Linked DNA regions of Rattus norvegicus: region 2 is linked to region 1. A link is a contact called in public Hi-C data. All regions are on one chromosome and are shown on one strand. Each heading gives the region's core, a stretch centred on a gene start, on an enhancer-like site or on the middle of the called end of the contact. The rest is flanking DNA. Distances are from core to core; before and after follow the strand shown. Region 1 holds the start of Med28 (mediator complex subunit 28). Region 2 has its middle 19 kb from the start of Lap3.

Evidence for each region. Hi-C and Micro-C count contacts between places; a contact is called where the count stands out from the background.
Region 2: a contact with region 1 is called in a Hi-C map of frontal cortex, with 3 times the contacts expected there. The contact joins the enhancer-like site here to the promoter of Med28 in region 1. A contact is called at or near these places in 4 of 12 Hi-C or Micro-C datasets (the Rat2 cell line, frontal cortex, hepatocytes and 1 more).

The regions. Positions count from the first base shown.
Region 1 is chr14:69,812,786-69,820,698 of GRCr8, forward strand. Med28 (mediator complex subunit 28) reads right to left here and starts at 3,330. Exons shown (of 4, transcript NM_001107217.1): 1 at 3,130-3,330; 2 at 323-389. The coding sequence starts at 3,288. It overlaps LOC134481758 (a long non-coding RNA gene), which reads left to right and starts at 3,614. Exons shown (of 2, transcript XR_010057530.1): 1 at 3,614-3,965.
Region 2 is chr14:69,854,634-69,862,546 of GRCr8, forward strand. No RefSeq gene overlaps it. Among named protein-coding and RNA genes, the nearest start is that of Lap3, 19 kb to the left of the region's middle. Within about 2 kb of position 3,333, at least 60 of the 93 cell types and tissues checked have an H3K27ac peak or open chromatin away from gene starts, as enhancers often do.

The DNA.
Region 1 (7,913 bases), core at 2,080-4,579:
AAAAAAATGCATAACAGACTTATATTTCTGTGAGAGCTGGTGAAAACAAAATCAACAAAATTTGTGGGTTTTAAACAGCATTCATTAGTTTTATGTAGTAGTACATCATAATAAAATGAGAAGTTCATTTTAAGTGGTTCATAAGGACTCAAAAAAACATGTCAGCTAGTAAACCAGAGAGCCAACAGTTTATGGGGACTCTGCACACACCTTACTCCCTTGAAACGTTCCAAGATACGCAGGGCTAAACCCACAGATATAAAGTCAACAATAGACATCTTGCTGATGACAAGAACACAGTGTGTGAAGAGGAAAATCTTACCAGTTCGAATTTCTTCCTGATCAGTCCCATTGACATAATCCTGACTCACAAGGGAAGCAAAGCAAGCCTACATGAGCAAAACATAAAAAGTGTTATAGACACACCAGCTATTATTTATGAAATAGGCAATAGTCTCTCCTGAGACCATTCAGTAAGTGGACATTTTTTGCATCTGTACTTGAGAAGACATAGGGTCAGTGTAGACACCAGGTAAAGCAGATTTCAGCTAGTCTGGCCCAAGACTGATTTGCTGACACTGTCACATGGCTTTATTCCCACCAGCTGCCTCTTCCTCACTGTCTTATTCCACACCTAGACACCTTTCAAACCCATCACAGCCATGTCACTCTGGCTGACACTTACAAGAATTGTATATATTCATGGTGTTATCTGTTTACTCTTTCTAAATGGTATCTCCTGTTCATGAATCCTCCTGGTAGCTCCAGATCTGAGGCACAGAAACAGTCACAAGGGTATCCCACTTCTGTAACAGCTCAACAAATCAGACTGCCTAGCCTGTGCACTGTAAAAGTTAAGTTAGTGGAGCTTGGCAAGGTTTTCACAGCAGTAACTGACCTTATTGGCCATTCTTTTCAGCCATTGTTATTTGTCTTCTACCAACAGTTCTGCCTGTGTGGTTCGGCACTATAGTCTAAGCACTTGGAATACTATTTAGCATTTAGTAATAGCAGATATGTGTGTGTGTGTGTGTGTGTGTGTGTGTGTGTGAGAGAGAGAGAGAGAGAGAGAGAGAGAGAGAGAGAGAGAGAGAGAGAGAAATGGTTAGTGTCACATGGATAATCAAATCCCAGAGGGAGTTTTGAAAGGGCGCCAACTGAGCTGTCCATGGAAGTGCACCACAGGGGCACAAGCAGCGCCCAGAAAAGATGAGAAAGGTAAGGAAAGTAAAAGAGCTGTCTCAGTCAGGATTTCTGTTCCTGCACAAACAGCATGACCAAGAAGCAAGTTGGGGAGGAAAGGGTTTATTCAGCTAACACTTCCACATTGCTGTTTCATCACCAAAGGAAGTCAGGACTGGAACTCAAGCAGGTCAGGAAGCAGGAGCTGATGCAGAGGCCATGGAGGGATGTTTCTCACTGGCTTGCTTCCCCTGGCTTGCTCAGCTTGCTTTCTTATAGAACCCAAGACCACCAGCCCAGGGACGGCACCACCCACAGTGGGCTGGGTCCTCCCACCTTGATCACAAGTTGAGAAAATGCCTTACACCTGGGTCTCATGAAATCATTTCCACAACTGAGGCTCCTTTTCTCTGATAACTTCAGCTTGTGTCAAGCTGACACACAAAACTAACCAGTACAAGAGCTGACGGCAGCTGACAGAGGAACACAGGCTGGGAACAAAGGCCCCTGACAGCAGTGAGTGAATACTAACACAAAGACACAGTTATACACAAGTCATAACTACACACAAAGTTCCTTTCAGAGGCAATGAATCCTCCTGGTAGCTCCAGATCTGAGGCACAGAAACAGCCACAAGGGTATCCCACTTCTGTAACAGCTCAACAAATCAGACTGCCTAGCCTGTGCACTGTAAAAGTTAAGTTGTGTTGGATTTTGGGGGCATGAGCATGATTTGAGTATTTCAGGAAACCTATGGCTCTCAGAGCTTAGGTGGCTTCAACAAAGGCAGTAGGCCATGCAGACTTGTCAGGCAGTGGTGGTGCACTTGTTTAATCCCAGCACCCTGGAGACAGGGACAGTTATGTGTTCAAAGTCTGCCTGGTCTACACTGAGAACTTGTTCCAACACCAAACCAAACAAAAAAACAAACAAAAACTAACTTTGGAAACCAGTTCCTGCGCACCTCCTCGCACCTCTTCCCAGCCCCCCTTATCTTTTGAAAAACACTTAAAGCATGGGCCGTTATCGACAGTCTTAAGGAGGTTGAAAAGAACACACGGTATTCTATTAAGAGACTAGAATTTTAGGGCTGGAGTGATGGCTAATCCGGTAAAGATGTTCGCCACCACACTGGAGTTCCATCCCTTGCATTCACATGGTGGATGCAGAGAAGTGACTTCTGTGAGTTGTCCCTTTAACCTCCAAAAGTGCACCAATAACATGCATAAAAAAAACAAGTAGAATACAGTTTATTTTTTAAAAGAATGCTTTTCAGAAGTATGACTAGGCTAGCTTTTGCCTGGAAAGGCAGAAGGCCAGAATACTAGCCTGCACAAACCAAGGCCGAGTTTGGGCAAGTCCCTTCTGAGTCGTACTTTCTGCATCCAAGAGTGGATGAATCCAAACGTTCTACCAAAGTTTCCTCCCGCAGTAAGAACTCAATTTGTCCCAAAAAAGAGCATTTGCCAAACGACTAGAAAGCGAAAGCCGGAGACGTCAAGGGGTGGCACCCAAATAGAAAGGCTAACAGGTTAAGTAGGGGGCAAGGGCCACAGGAAGGCCTACACAGAACACGGAAAAACAAAACACAGCACAACAGGAAAAGCGTTCAATATGTGACTTGAAACTCAGAGGAGCATAGTCAAGTAACCACGCTACAGGGAAGTCCAGTTCCTACTAGACCCTCAGGTATAAAAGGAGCCTGGGAATCTAAAGAGCCCCAAGAATGTTGTGAGTTGGGCGGGCTTCAAGGCCACGGTCTCCAGAAATGTCGCGCGGTTGCAGGGACAGACTAGAGGACGGGCCACGGGTGGTACCCAACCTACCCTAGGCGACTTCCATTCTTCGGTCCCCCACATCAACTAAGCGCCGGGACCGAGAAAGGAATTAACCTGCGAGCCTTCCGCACGAGTGAGGGCTCACAAACACGCCCACCTCTCGGCTTACCTCGAATGATGATTCCAACTCGTCCACCAAAGTGCTGTTAGATGGTCTCGGAGCCCCAGGGGCTGCTTGTAGAAGCGACGCCTGGCCTGGGAGCCCGGGCGGTGGCGGAGGAGGTCCTGGAGGCTGGCCGGCGAACATCCCTCCCAGGGACGCCGCCATGTCTGTAATGGCGGGCGGAAACGCCACCGGGCTCGCGTACGCAGGCGCAGGCAGCCTGATCACGTGGCGGGCGCCGTCACGTGACAGGCGGTTGGTTTGTACCCTAACGATCAGAGTTACCAGAATCCGTGTTTCTGTTCGGTAGCCCACCTGATTTACTCTTTATTGGTCTAAGTACTAAAGGCTTGGACTGGTTTAAACCAGTCACTTGAAGAGGCTGAACTTGGGCGCGGACCTCCGGGCCACCAGCCAATCCCCTGGGTTGTCCCTAAATATCTCAGCGGAGTCTTTTCTGTGCCCCCACCTAGTAAAATGAGGAGTCATCAGTTCATTCCACGACGATTGAGGACTTGCTATGTACCAAATGCTAATCTAGTCACTTGTTATAGCTGGACAACACAAGTTCCCTCTATAAATTCTGTCGTAACTAAAAAGAGTGACATCCTGACGACTGCCAGTGTCCCTGGCGCTTTTCTAAGAGTATGTGATAACACCAGAGGGAAAGTGACTTTACAGCTGTTTTTAACAACGGCTTTAATATTTTCCTGTTCACTAATTCAGAAGCCAAATGTTTTTTTTTTTTAATTTCACAACATTTTAAAAAGGAAAAATCAGCCAAGGACTCCCAAGACCACGTTTTCAGCTGAAAGGAGATTTGCCCCAAACAAACTTGAAAGGTAGGGAATAAGAGACCAGAGATAGAGGATGAAGGGAAGAAGAGGCGGGGTATTTGTCATTGAGAGGGGATAAAAGACTGCCTCTAGATAGGAGACAGATGTGGCACAGAGGAAAATGGAAGTTTATAATGGTATAAGGGGAAACCTTGTGTTAAGATGGTGTGTTAAATTTTAATTGGACATGTTAATTAGGTGTGCCAAAGGGGCCTTTTGATTGCTGAACTTCAGTACTTTGGTGTCTGGACCTTGGTAGTCAGCCTCAGGAGGAGGAAATGGCCAAGTGAGTGAACACACCTCTGTGGCTAGCTTTAGGAACACAATCCAACTGTTCTTAGTATGTCAGAGAAAATGGAAGAACAAGGCTTGCCAGAGCCTTACTCGGGTGGGCTAGTGTTCCTTCAACTTAACTGAGTCCTTCCAGTTTCCAGGTAGCCACTGTTTAATAATCTAGAAGTAGTAGTAAATACCCCAAATAGGAAGAAAAAACATAAATACATAAAGCATTATTTGTAGAGATAAGAACTGAGGAAAAATTGGGAGAGGACAGCTAAATGTTCTTTGATGTGTGATTGAGGAGGGCATCTCTAGAGATCTCAGGTGGAATGAAATTAAATATAAGACCTTGCTGGACAGAAAAGCCCCTGAAGAAATAGTTTGCCTGGTTAGTCAGGTATTAGTTATCTATATGCCCAACATCCAGAACTCTGTCTGGCAAATATAGAAAAACACTTGTTGAATAAAAAAAATAAGCACAGAGGCTTGGGAGATGGCTGAGCTCCCGGCTGGGAAGGCTGCATCTCAGCACTGGACTGGCCAGGCTGCAGTGGGCCTATGGCAGATAGAAGATGAACCAACAAAGAGAGCAGGGCTGCTGGTGCAAGCTGTGCAGGCACTTAACTAGTTGGTCTTAAACATGCTACGAGCACAGAGGAAGAGGTGCTGGGTCTATGTGTATGTGAAATGGATACCCTCAGAACTGTTCCCATTCATTCTGGCATTATCTTGCAATGCTGTGATGAGAGAAAGGACTATGCAGAAATTTCTCCAGAACAGCCATGTGTCACAGGATATTTGACCACACCGTGAACCCTGAGATTGTGTTTCTATTCGTTGTGTGGATGAGCCTTAGCACACACCTTTAATCCCTCTGGCTGGAATGCAGACATACCCTTAGGACACACACCTTTAATCCAAAACAACGAAGGTAAAATTAGTTTGTAGAAGGAAGCACCCATGTTTGAAAGTGATGTTTAATTGAGTGGCAGACAAAGTGATGAATCAAAGAAAGATTTGACAGAATACGATATGCCCAACTTTCATGAGAAGAGAGAGGAGAGGGAAGCTACTTAGGGAGCAGTGCAGAGAGGGGGTAGGGGGAAGAGAGGGCTGAAAAGACAGTCTATAATAGAAAATTCCCTGAGAAGCAACAAAACAGAGGACTAAGCAAAATATTAGCTACTGCCAACCAAGATCGCAAGGACACTGGGGCCATTGTTAGATCGACAAACATGGGTACAAAGGACAAGGGGCACTAAGCCCTATCCATGGACTACCTGAAGAAAGGTGAACTTGGAAGTGGGACAAGTAACTCACTCTTTTGTGATCATCCCTCTGCTGGGGAGAATCTCCTCACTAAAATGGGAACCCAAATCCATTTTGGCCCAGAGGGAGTGGAAGTTCTGGATAAGAATGGCCCTACTGATGTTTTGACCCTGGCCATAGACGAATACAAGTTATTCCCTCAGCCAATGACCTTACCAAGCTCATTGATCCAGAGTTTCCAGACTGAGGTCCTCAAAGTTTGGGCAGAGAAAAATTCAATCAGACTGGCTCATCAGAGGGCTTCAATCATTCAATTAAAGGTTGGGGCTGCCCCAGTTCACATCAGACAATATCCTATGCCCAGGGAGGCCCAGTGGGGATAACCCACATACACCAACGGGCTTTAGGAAGCTGGGATCCTAGTCTTTTGTCAATAAACATGAAACACCCACCTCCTTCCAGTCAAAATGCCTCATTCCTTTGACCACTGACCCATGCAGGATCTGAGGGAATAAACGGATGAAGGATATTCATCCCCCAGTTCCAAACCCTTCACACCCTGCTGGGCAATCTCTCCACCCTGAGCACACCACATACACTGTGCTCCACCTGAAGGATGCCTTCTTCAGCCTGCCCCTGGTACCAAAGGCCAGCCCATTACCATGTTTATGGAAATCACAACTCTTATGAAACAACAACGAATTACCTAGTTGTCAGAACATGGTCCAGGAATGGAATCTTGTGAGAATTCTGAGTGCTTGTGAGAACACTCCAAGAAAACAAGAGTCTTGTGATCTCAGTTTAAAACATGGACTTTTTCTTTGGAGTGCGTTTCTGTGCCCCTCCCTAGTATAGTGAATAGGACTGAATTTATCTCAGACTACTAATTGCTTGCTGTTGTTCATTACATCTTTAAGCTATCCTTTACGTTCCTCTGCAGAAACACGTGGCTGGTCCTTGTGACTGTGTACAGCTTCAACTCATGAAAACTTTATTCGTATGACTCCCCTTAACCCTCAGCATAAACTGTCTGAGGTTCTGAGTAAAGTTTGCTGGCTATTGCATGAGACTTTAGTCAGCCTCATTTATCTGCTCTACTCTCCCAAGTTCTACTGCCTCTAGAGTGGTAACTCTTAGTGACATTTTTTTCCCTTTTTCTTTTTTGCAAATCAAATACCCAGTTAGTCTAACCCTGATGTAAGTCAACAAAGAACACATCAATATATTCCATGGATGCATCCAGAGCATAAAGCATTCACTTCTTGATTGGCTAACTATGTTTCTTCACTCATAAAACAGGAGCACAGCCTTGGGAAGATTACTGAGAGTGAGACTACTTCTCTGTAATGGTTTACACTACAGCAGTGTGTAGCATAGTCAGCTCCACCGCCTGATATAAACCAACTTAAGAGTACGCAATGTAACTTTCAAAACTAGTTACCCATAGGCTGGAGAGGGGCTTAATGGTTAAGAGCATGCCCTACATTTCCAGAGGGCCTGAGTTCACATGGCTGCAACTACACTAGATGGCTCACAACCACCTGTAACTATAGTACCAGGGGATCTACCACCCTCCCCTGGCCTCTGCAGACATCTGCAGTCACTTGTACAAATCCACATATAGATATATAATTAAAATAAAACTTAGGAAAATAGTTATCCACTCATGGTTCCAGGCAAGGTCAGTGAACTGGGCAGGGGACATGAAGGTATGGGATAAAGTCAATAGGGCTTACTTCACCTAAAGCTTGACAAGTTAAAGAAATGAAAACACAGAGGGCAACCATCCATACAGAGGATGAGAGCTTATCTGAGGACCAGCAGACTCTATAGTGAGCAGAAACTGCAAATGAAAGACATCTGCAGCTTTCGAAGTAAAAACACGAGACTGAGCTAAGCTGGATGAATTAAAGCTGAAGTGCAAACCTAAAAAATAAGAAGCACTGGACTCAAAAAGAAGCGAGAGGTGCTGCCATGGGATATAACCACCCCAAAGAAACGCCTGCTGCCAGTGCCACTAGGGACAAAGTTCCTAGCCTCCCAGTTCAGAGAGGGGAGAAAGTCCTGTCTTAGTAACTTAGAAGATAACACTTTGCAATGGGGACAGTCAGCCTCTTCAGACATTCTGCCAACCAGTCTCTCACAAAGACTGCCTCTTGATATGCTGCCAAAGGACAAGGTTTGAAACTCGTGAAGAATGAGGCCTTATGTGAACAATATGGGAGCACATCCAGCTCTCCCCAGTTAACTGCTGAATCAAGATTTCTAGCAGAAGTGAAGGAAAGAAACTACAAGTGAGTTAGGATAAAGAGCTTCACATGCCATCATGTATGTGTCCTCAAAACCAAGCCCACCGATGCAGTGCCTGGAGCACCAGGCATCAGAAATGAGGTGGTGCTGCACGAT
Region 2 (7,913 bases), core at 2,083-4,582, 42 kb after region 1:
CTGTACACACAGGCTATGGCATCTTTCAGATCTTACGGAAGAAGTGGTTAACACAGAGACCCACCACTGGTCAAGGTGCAGAGAGTTAAGAGACTGGGAGTGCTCAGCCTTAAATGAGACATCTATATTTTACTTCCTCCTCCACCCAAGGCCCCGGGGTCATTGCAGAAGAGTGCAATTTTTTTTTAAGAGTCAGAGATGATGGTTGACTGACTATAAAAAAGCAATGGATATAACAAAGCACTAAGTTCCCACAGCAGTTGTGACAACATGTACAAGGGCTGTGCTAACTCTAGTCAGACAGACTCAGCGTGAAGAGGGCATGTTGACACAGAGTGCCCCTAGATGAGGAACTATTGGTAGCTGCTAGCCGCTAGGAGGAGAGTTGGTTTTCCTTAAGGTATGTCCTAGAAAGTTGACCCATGTGACAGTGGATCCCCCCATAACCAAGAATATACGGGCAGCACAAATTGTCCTAGCTGGATGAAAAATCAGAAGCATACACATTTGTGTGGATGTGGAAGGGATGGTGAATCAGAGAGGAGTTGGGGAAGCAGTAGTTAATATACATTGTATGAAATTCTGAAAGAATTGATTAAAAACATAAGGTAGGGGAAAAGGATTGAGGAAATATTTCTCAAGGAAGCCATATCACAGACTGAGTAGTTTATCACATTTCTCTCCTTACTGGGTGCCTCTTTTCTTTTCTTTTCTTTTCTTTTCTTTTTTTTTTTTTTTTTTTTGGTTCTTTTTTTCGGAGCTGGGGACCGAACCCAGGGCCTTGCACTTCCTAGGCAAGCGCTCTACCACTGAGCTAAATCCCCAACCCCGTTACCTGTTTTCTACCAGGACTTTTCTGAGTCCTGAAGATGTAGCAGTTAAGAAGACAGAAGAAAAGGCATTCTGAGTCATGTGAGCCACAGGACCTAGGTACTCACTTAGGTACTCAGGGCCAACAGTTAGGTTCCCATTATTGTAGCAAAATACCCGAGACGTCAACGTAATAGGAGGAAGGACTTATATTCACTCATAGTTTCATAGTTCCATGATCAATTGACATCATGGTTTGGGATGTCATCACAGAGATTGTGTATTGGACTAAAGGTGTCCACTTCATGGAACTGGGAAGTAAAGAGGGTGGGTATAGACCATGTCCCCAATGTCCCGTAACTTCCTAAAACTAGGTTCTACCTCCTGAAGATCCCATTACTTCCCAATGGTGCTACAGACTGGTGAGCAAACTTTATACAGCTGTGGGGGACATTTTAGGTCCAAAATAGCACTTACTGTATGACAGGTAATGAGCTAGACACTAGGGATCCAAGATAAATAATAGTCAATCTCTGCCTCCACCCAGGACATCACACAACAACAAGGGACAAGGGAGGATATGATGGGCAACACCAATGATGTGCAGTGAGTAGGGGCTGGAGAGGAAAGGCAAGGGGCCTCTTACCTATGTAAATCAGGAAACTCTCTTGTGTTGACACTGTCACATGATGGGTGACACTGAAGCTGCCTTATGAACAGCACATAGGTCTTAAACAATTGAGAGGGGAGGCAGACGAGGGGATCATGAAACGGCAAAAGAATATGAGCAGGCCATTGTGGCTGCAGGGCAGACAGAGCAGGGACAACAGAGCAGGACTGGTAGGCAGGATCTAGTGGCTGAGAGCTTGGTGGCACTCTGGGGAAAGCTGATGGCACTGAAGCAAAGAAGAGGTGGGGGGAATGGCCATGCTAGTTGCAAGATGGGTTTGGTAATGGACTGAATTTGAAGAGTGCAAAAAGATTTAAAAATAAGTCATAGACATCTAGCTTAAGCAACAAGGCAGATCCCTGGCTTTTAAAAAAATTAGATCTCCTAGGCTGGCATTAAAGTTGATATGTGTTTAAAGGTGATGTTGGATTACTGATTCTCCTGCCTGTACCTTCTGAATGCTAGGATTGTAGGCATGCACCACCAGACCTAGCTTTATGTGGTGCTGAAGACTGATCTCAAGGCTTTGTGTACAGTAGGCAAGCAGTCTACCAACTGGGCTGCATTCCCAGCCTACCTGTCCTACCTTTAGCTAGACAAGGATTCTCTCAGGAAAGCTGGGAGACAGCTCCGTCTTTCCCACGTTGATTTGAAGAACCTTGGGCCACCCAAGATGGAGCATGCAATAGGCGCCTAGATGGGTAGGCGGCAGCTCAGGTGAGCTATCTCAGCGTGCTGCCAATGAGTGAAGCTTGAGCGCATTGCTGCACGTGAGCCAGGGAGGGGTGAGGTTGGCCAGGAAGAGCACTTATGCTCATAGCTGTGAGCACCACTGTATAACCATAAGCACAAGAGAGGAGAAGAGCCAGGGAAGTAGTCCAGACAAGTAGGCGGCAGACCCTGGCCAAAGGGAAGGAGGGTGAGGGAAAGCCACCCAGCAAGTATAACGACCTAAGAATCCTACAGGTTTACAATGTGGAGGTCATCCATTATCTTGGCCAGAGAGGGGGGAGGAGGGAGAGAGAGAGAGAGAGAGAGAGAGAGAGAGAGAGAGAGAGAGAGAGAGAGAGAGAGAGAGAACAATGGTTGATGTCATCTCCAACAGGCCCTGTCCTGTAACAACGTAGGGCAGATCAACACCACCTCTCTGTTCTGAACTTTAGGCCCTCCTAGCCCCTTGCTCAGCAGACTTACGGGAAGCTTACATAGCCCTGGAGTTGTGTGAAGCTCTCCACCTCCAAGCAACCACTCGTGGATCTCATCTTTTGAATCTCAATTTGGTTGGTCACACTGACTCCTTACTATTGCTGGGAAAGCCAGAGTTTCCTGCCACAGGGCCCTGGTACCTGCTGTTTGCTTGGTCAGGAACGATGCTCTTAGATTTTGCTGAGCACACATCTGCTTCCTATAGGTTTTTTCTCAAATGCTACTTGGGAGTGGCCTCAGCTGACACTTTATTTAAATCTTAGATGCCCTGAAAGCACCGTTCTCATTTCCTACTTTATTATTAGCATTGTATTATTATTATTTTCATAGCATCATTTACTATTATTTTTAAAGTTTCTGTGCCTTCACAGTACAAGAAGAGCAGTACGCCTACTTTATAAAGGCTGTGAGAAACAGTCAGTGCATTGAAAGCACTTTGCATAGAGATTTGCCCATCAAAGGGGCTCAGTCACACTGGCAGTAACCGTTTCCTCTCAATCTTCAAAGCCAGGCTAAAGGTTGACACAGAGCTTATTTTAGCCTTTGGCGAACTTTGAGAATCTGAGGGAACTTGGTGGATGTAGCTGAGAGCGTCTGTGTCTGTGAAAGTGTGACGGTAGCACTGTTGACTTGTGGCACATCCTTTCCACAGCGACTGAGAATTATTTCTTAGCTGTGCTCTCCCCCCCCAATGATGCTCACACCCTCACAATGTTTTTACCAGCAGCTACAGCACCAGTGGCAAACTTGTACAATCGGTAACTTCTACCAGTATTACAGTTGGACAGATGTCTTATAGACACACACAGATTCTCAAGGGATTAGAGATTGTTGGCATTTTGTTAGCATTGGGGGTTTGCATCAGCTTAGATGTTTCCCTGCCTTGAGAGCATGCTCTGTTGTCAGTGTGAGTCACTGTTCTCCACTGTGGGTGGCAGAGACTGGAGATCAAGCCTCCGCACTTGGGAGGCATTTTCTTTGGCTGCAGTTCAATAGGCAGTTTACACTGCATTATTCTCTAGCCTGGCGTGTTGCTTGTGCAATGGGAGTGCTTACAAAGCCAGCCTGCCTCGGGGGCTGTTAATGAATCCATCCTCACTCCTTGGGAGGTGACACAGGAATGTGTATGAAGTGATCTTTAATGGAAAGAATCACATTTCTCAGACGGAGCCATGTCCAAAAGCATAATTTCACCCAAGTGTTTACTGAAGAGATTGACTTCTCAGTTTCACCCTAGCCCCACCCCCACCCCTCAGAACCTCTAACATTTGGCCTGAAAATCTGCTACTTTAAAGCCAGTTTAATACTAGTTAACTCTGTTTTGTGTGTGTGTGTGTGTGTGTGTGTGTGTGTGTGTGTGTGTGTGTAGGATGTGTATCCTGTAGTGTACACTTGACAAGGGGTAGACCTGACTATGCTAGAGCACAGGGACATGTCATCTGACTTCTGAGAAGAGACTGACTCAGAAAATAAATAGATTCCACTTTTATTAGTTCTCGAGTAAGCAGAACGCAGCTTCACGTTTCCCTCCTGAGCCCTTGATGTCTGTGTTTGGCTGATGTCCTTACTAGAGGAGGCTGCTGACCACTTACAGATTTGGGTAATTCTGCACTTACATTGGAAAATGCAGGCTGAGGGTTGGTCTACCTGGGCTTAGGAATAAGTTCATCCCAGGCATCCTTGGTGTGACTCACACAGCACTACCCTCTGTATTAGGGCAGTACCTCACAGGCATAGGGAGACTGAGAATACCTAACTGCATGGAGGTACAAGTGTCTATAGGTCCGGTGATGATGCACTTTCTGATTCTGTAGGACTGGGCTGGCCTTGAGATGTCTCTGTATCAAGTTCACTGCTGCTGCTGCTGCTGCTGCTGCTGCTGCTGCTGCTGCTGCTGGCTCAAAACCTCACTGAGTAGTGGCCTTGCTTCTTTTTTGCTCCTTCCCTTTTGCATTTCTTCCTGCTTTTCCTCCTTTGCCCCTTCCTCCCCTCCCCTCCCCTCTCTCTGTGGTCCTCTCCCTATCCCCCTCCCCCTCTTCTCTCCCTCCCTCTGTCTCTCTCTCCCTCTCTCCCTCTCCCTCTTTGCCTCTGTCTACACTGTGTTTTGCATGCAATCATGTTCAGACACCAGTGCCTTCCTCTCTCAACCCCTGCCTTATTTTCTGTAACAGGATCTCTCAATGAACCGTAATTATTTTTCAAAAGCATTTTGCTGGGATTGGGTGTAGCTTAACAGTGGTCTGGCATTTGGCTAACACCAGCGGGGCCTAGTGTTTGCGTCCTACAAACAAAATAGATAATGTTGTACTTTGAGCAGGGCACTTTGGACTTTGCACTGGAATAAGTCTTTGTACGTGCCTCCCTATTGATTTCCGTACTCCTCCCAAATGACGGGACATGTAGACCCATCACAGTAGTTTAGTTACCCGAGAATTTAAGAAAATAAATAAAAACAGAAGTGGTGTTTTAATCTTTATTTTCTTTCTCGTGTATTTTATTAGTTTTTTTATTATAAGAATGACAGGGACTTCCCTAAAAGATGGGCATTTCTAGGCAAATTATTTAGCCCTGCCATTTGTCATTCTGCTTGATGGATTATCATCTTAAGTCCCTCTGCTGCTGCAGAAGGACAGAAAGACTTTTGCTATACGCTGATGACGAATAAGAATGCCAGATCTCTACAATCCTTTTTCTGATCTCATGGTCCTGCAACACCCCGAGAAATGACCCCTACTATACACAGAAATGGAGCATAAAATGTGGAAAGGGTTTTTCTTATTCCATTTAGGCTGGAGGGTGGAAGTTAGCATGGCAGAATTATGATTCAGTGTCTACTAATCAACCAGCCATCCTGCAATCTAGGCATTAAGGACAATGAATCGATAGGCAATCGTCTGCTTCCCCCTAGTGGTGAACATGGCTCTGGTACTTGAGTTCTGCATGTGTTTAGGACCCTAACTGCTTATGAATTAATTATTTTGAATTAGTGACATGGACTGTGGCAACATATATATTTGTGATACGGTGTCATAATGCTGAAACCATTTTGCAGTTACTTAACGACCGAATCTAATAATATCTACGGTAATCAAAGCTCGTGATCTATCTGATTTCTTTCTGACTCACCATTTCAACTCACAAAACAATATTTTTTTTTCTGGTTTGCTGTAAAGAAATCTTAAAGAAATGCATGTGACTGTGTTACTTACTGTCCTAGGTAGCTTTGATTGTTAACCTGAGGTGGAGTCACCTGAGAAGAGAGCCTGAACTGAGCAATCTTCTTCCCTACCCTTTTCCTTACCCATTCAAGCAGGTGTCAGACATTACTTAGGGGAGGTTTGTTACACCCTGTGCGGTTGACCATGTTCGAAGAGCTATTTCACATGTTTGGCCAATCGCAACTTCACTGCAATAACTGTGTCCATCCCTTTCTACCTTTGAAAATAAAATCAGCCAAGCACTTCTGTACCAGCAATTTCTCTGGAAACTCCCTCTTGCCCTGGCACATGGTTACTGATAATGGTTTTATTTTTAAACCTACCACTGGTGGAGCAAGTCTGTGTCAGGATGGGGTTGGTCCAGTGCCTAACCTTGTGTTATGATCCAATGAATTATTTGTGCTTCTGCATCCGAACAATGTCATATTCATCTTTGTATCTTCAGGACCCAGCAGCACGCAAGGGATAGTGTAATGCTCCCAAGATATCGAGAGTAAGATGAAAATAGTTGGGTTTATGAGAGAATAGAGCAGGTGCAACACGACACACACCCGACCGTATTACATTAAGACTCTCTTGCTAAGGGAGCGGGGGAGAATGGGGCACAGGGTTCAAGGTTTGGCTGAAGCAAGATAGATCAAGCTGGTGGTCCAGAAACATTCTAATCGGCACACAGACTACATTGTTGCAATTTCTCTGCATTTAATTATATTGGAAATACTACCCAGCAAGAAGTAAAACGGAACTCACATCTGTTTGAGTTCCACAGGCTCCCGAAGGATTTGGCAGAGTGATAATGAGTCAGGATGTTACTTCTGTTGGGAAAAGCTTGTTTACTTTGCATTTTGTCACATGAACCCTTTGTGGGGAACAATGACTATAACACCCACCTCTTTTTGGGGAGAAGACAAGATGAGGGTGCTGACTGCCTTGGCTTGTCAGCCCTTGCAAAGGGTCTCAGTTTCCAAGGGATAAAACCCTCATTCAGCTTCGAGAAGTAACAATCAAAGCATAAAGGGGGAGTGGTCATGCGTCACTCTTTGGCTCAGATTCTGTAAACCAATTCCTCTTTAACAATGGCCGGAACAAGAGATCATAGGAACTGATGGCATTGTCTGATGTGAGACACCTGGAAATTTCCACTACAGGGGGATGATGTCATGGGACTTGATACCAAATTTAGCCATTAAAGAAATTTAAGGGTGAAAACTACACAGGAAGTAGACTTGATGTTTTTTTTTTCCATGTGAGAAATAGAGGCAAAAAATAAGTACATGGTGGACCTATAGATGTCGACTACTGTAATAGCTTATATACAAGAGTCAAAAGGTTGTGGTAAGCAATACCACACCAATGGATGAGCCTTCAAAACGTTTGGCTGAACGGTAAAGTTTAACCGTAAAAGGTTGCACACTTAATATTGTACTTCTTTGGAATGCCAGGAATCCTCAGATCTATTGAGAAGGCTAGAAAATGAGTCGTTGCCAAGGTGTGGAGAGAGAGAGAGAGAGAGAGAGAGAGAGAGAGAGAGAGAGAGAGAGAGAGAGAGAGAATGAGAATGGGGGTTTGTTTGGGGGTGGTGACAATGACCGAGTTGTCTGTTTCATTTTTATTTAGTTTTAATTATGTGTGTGCATGAGGTCCTATGGGGCGTATGGATGTAAGTAGGGTTGCCTTCAGAGTCCAGAAGATGTTGGATTTCCTGGAACTGGAACTACAGAGGGTTGAGATGCACCTAACATGGGTACTGAATCCTGAACTAGAATCCTCTGCCTACACTCAATACTGACTACCATGAGAAAAGTAATACATTGAAGAAACATGACTGTACCACTCAGTGAATGTCAGCACTACGACAGAACTGGTATGAGGATTCTCTGGGTCTTTTGTAGGGTGGGCACCAATCACTTTGTAGATGTCTCTGCCAAGGATGCAATCCAAGTCTGAAGGGGAGGAGCAGGAAGACTAAACTGAGGGAGACCCTATTAAGCAAATCTGCATTATTAAAA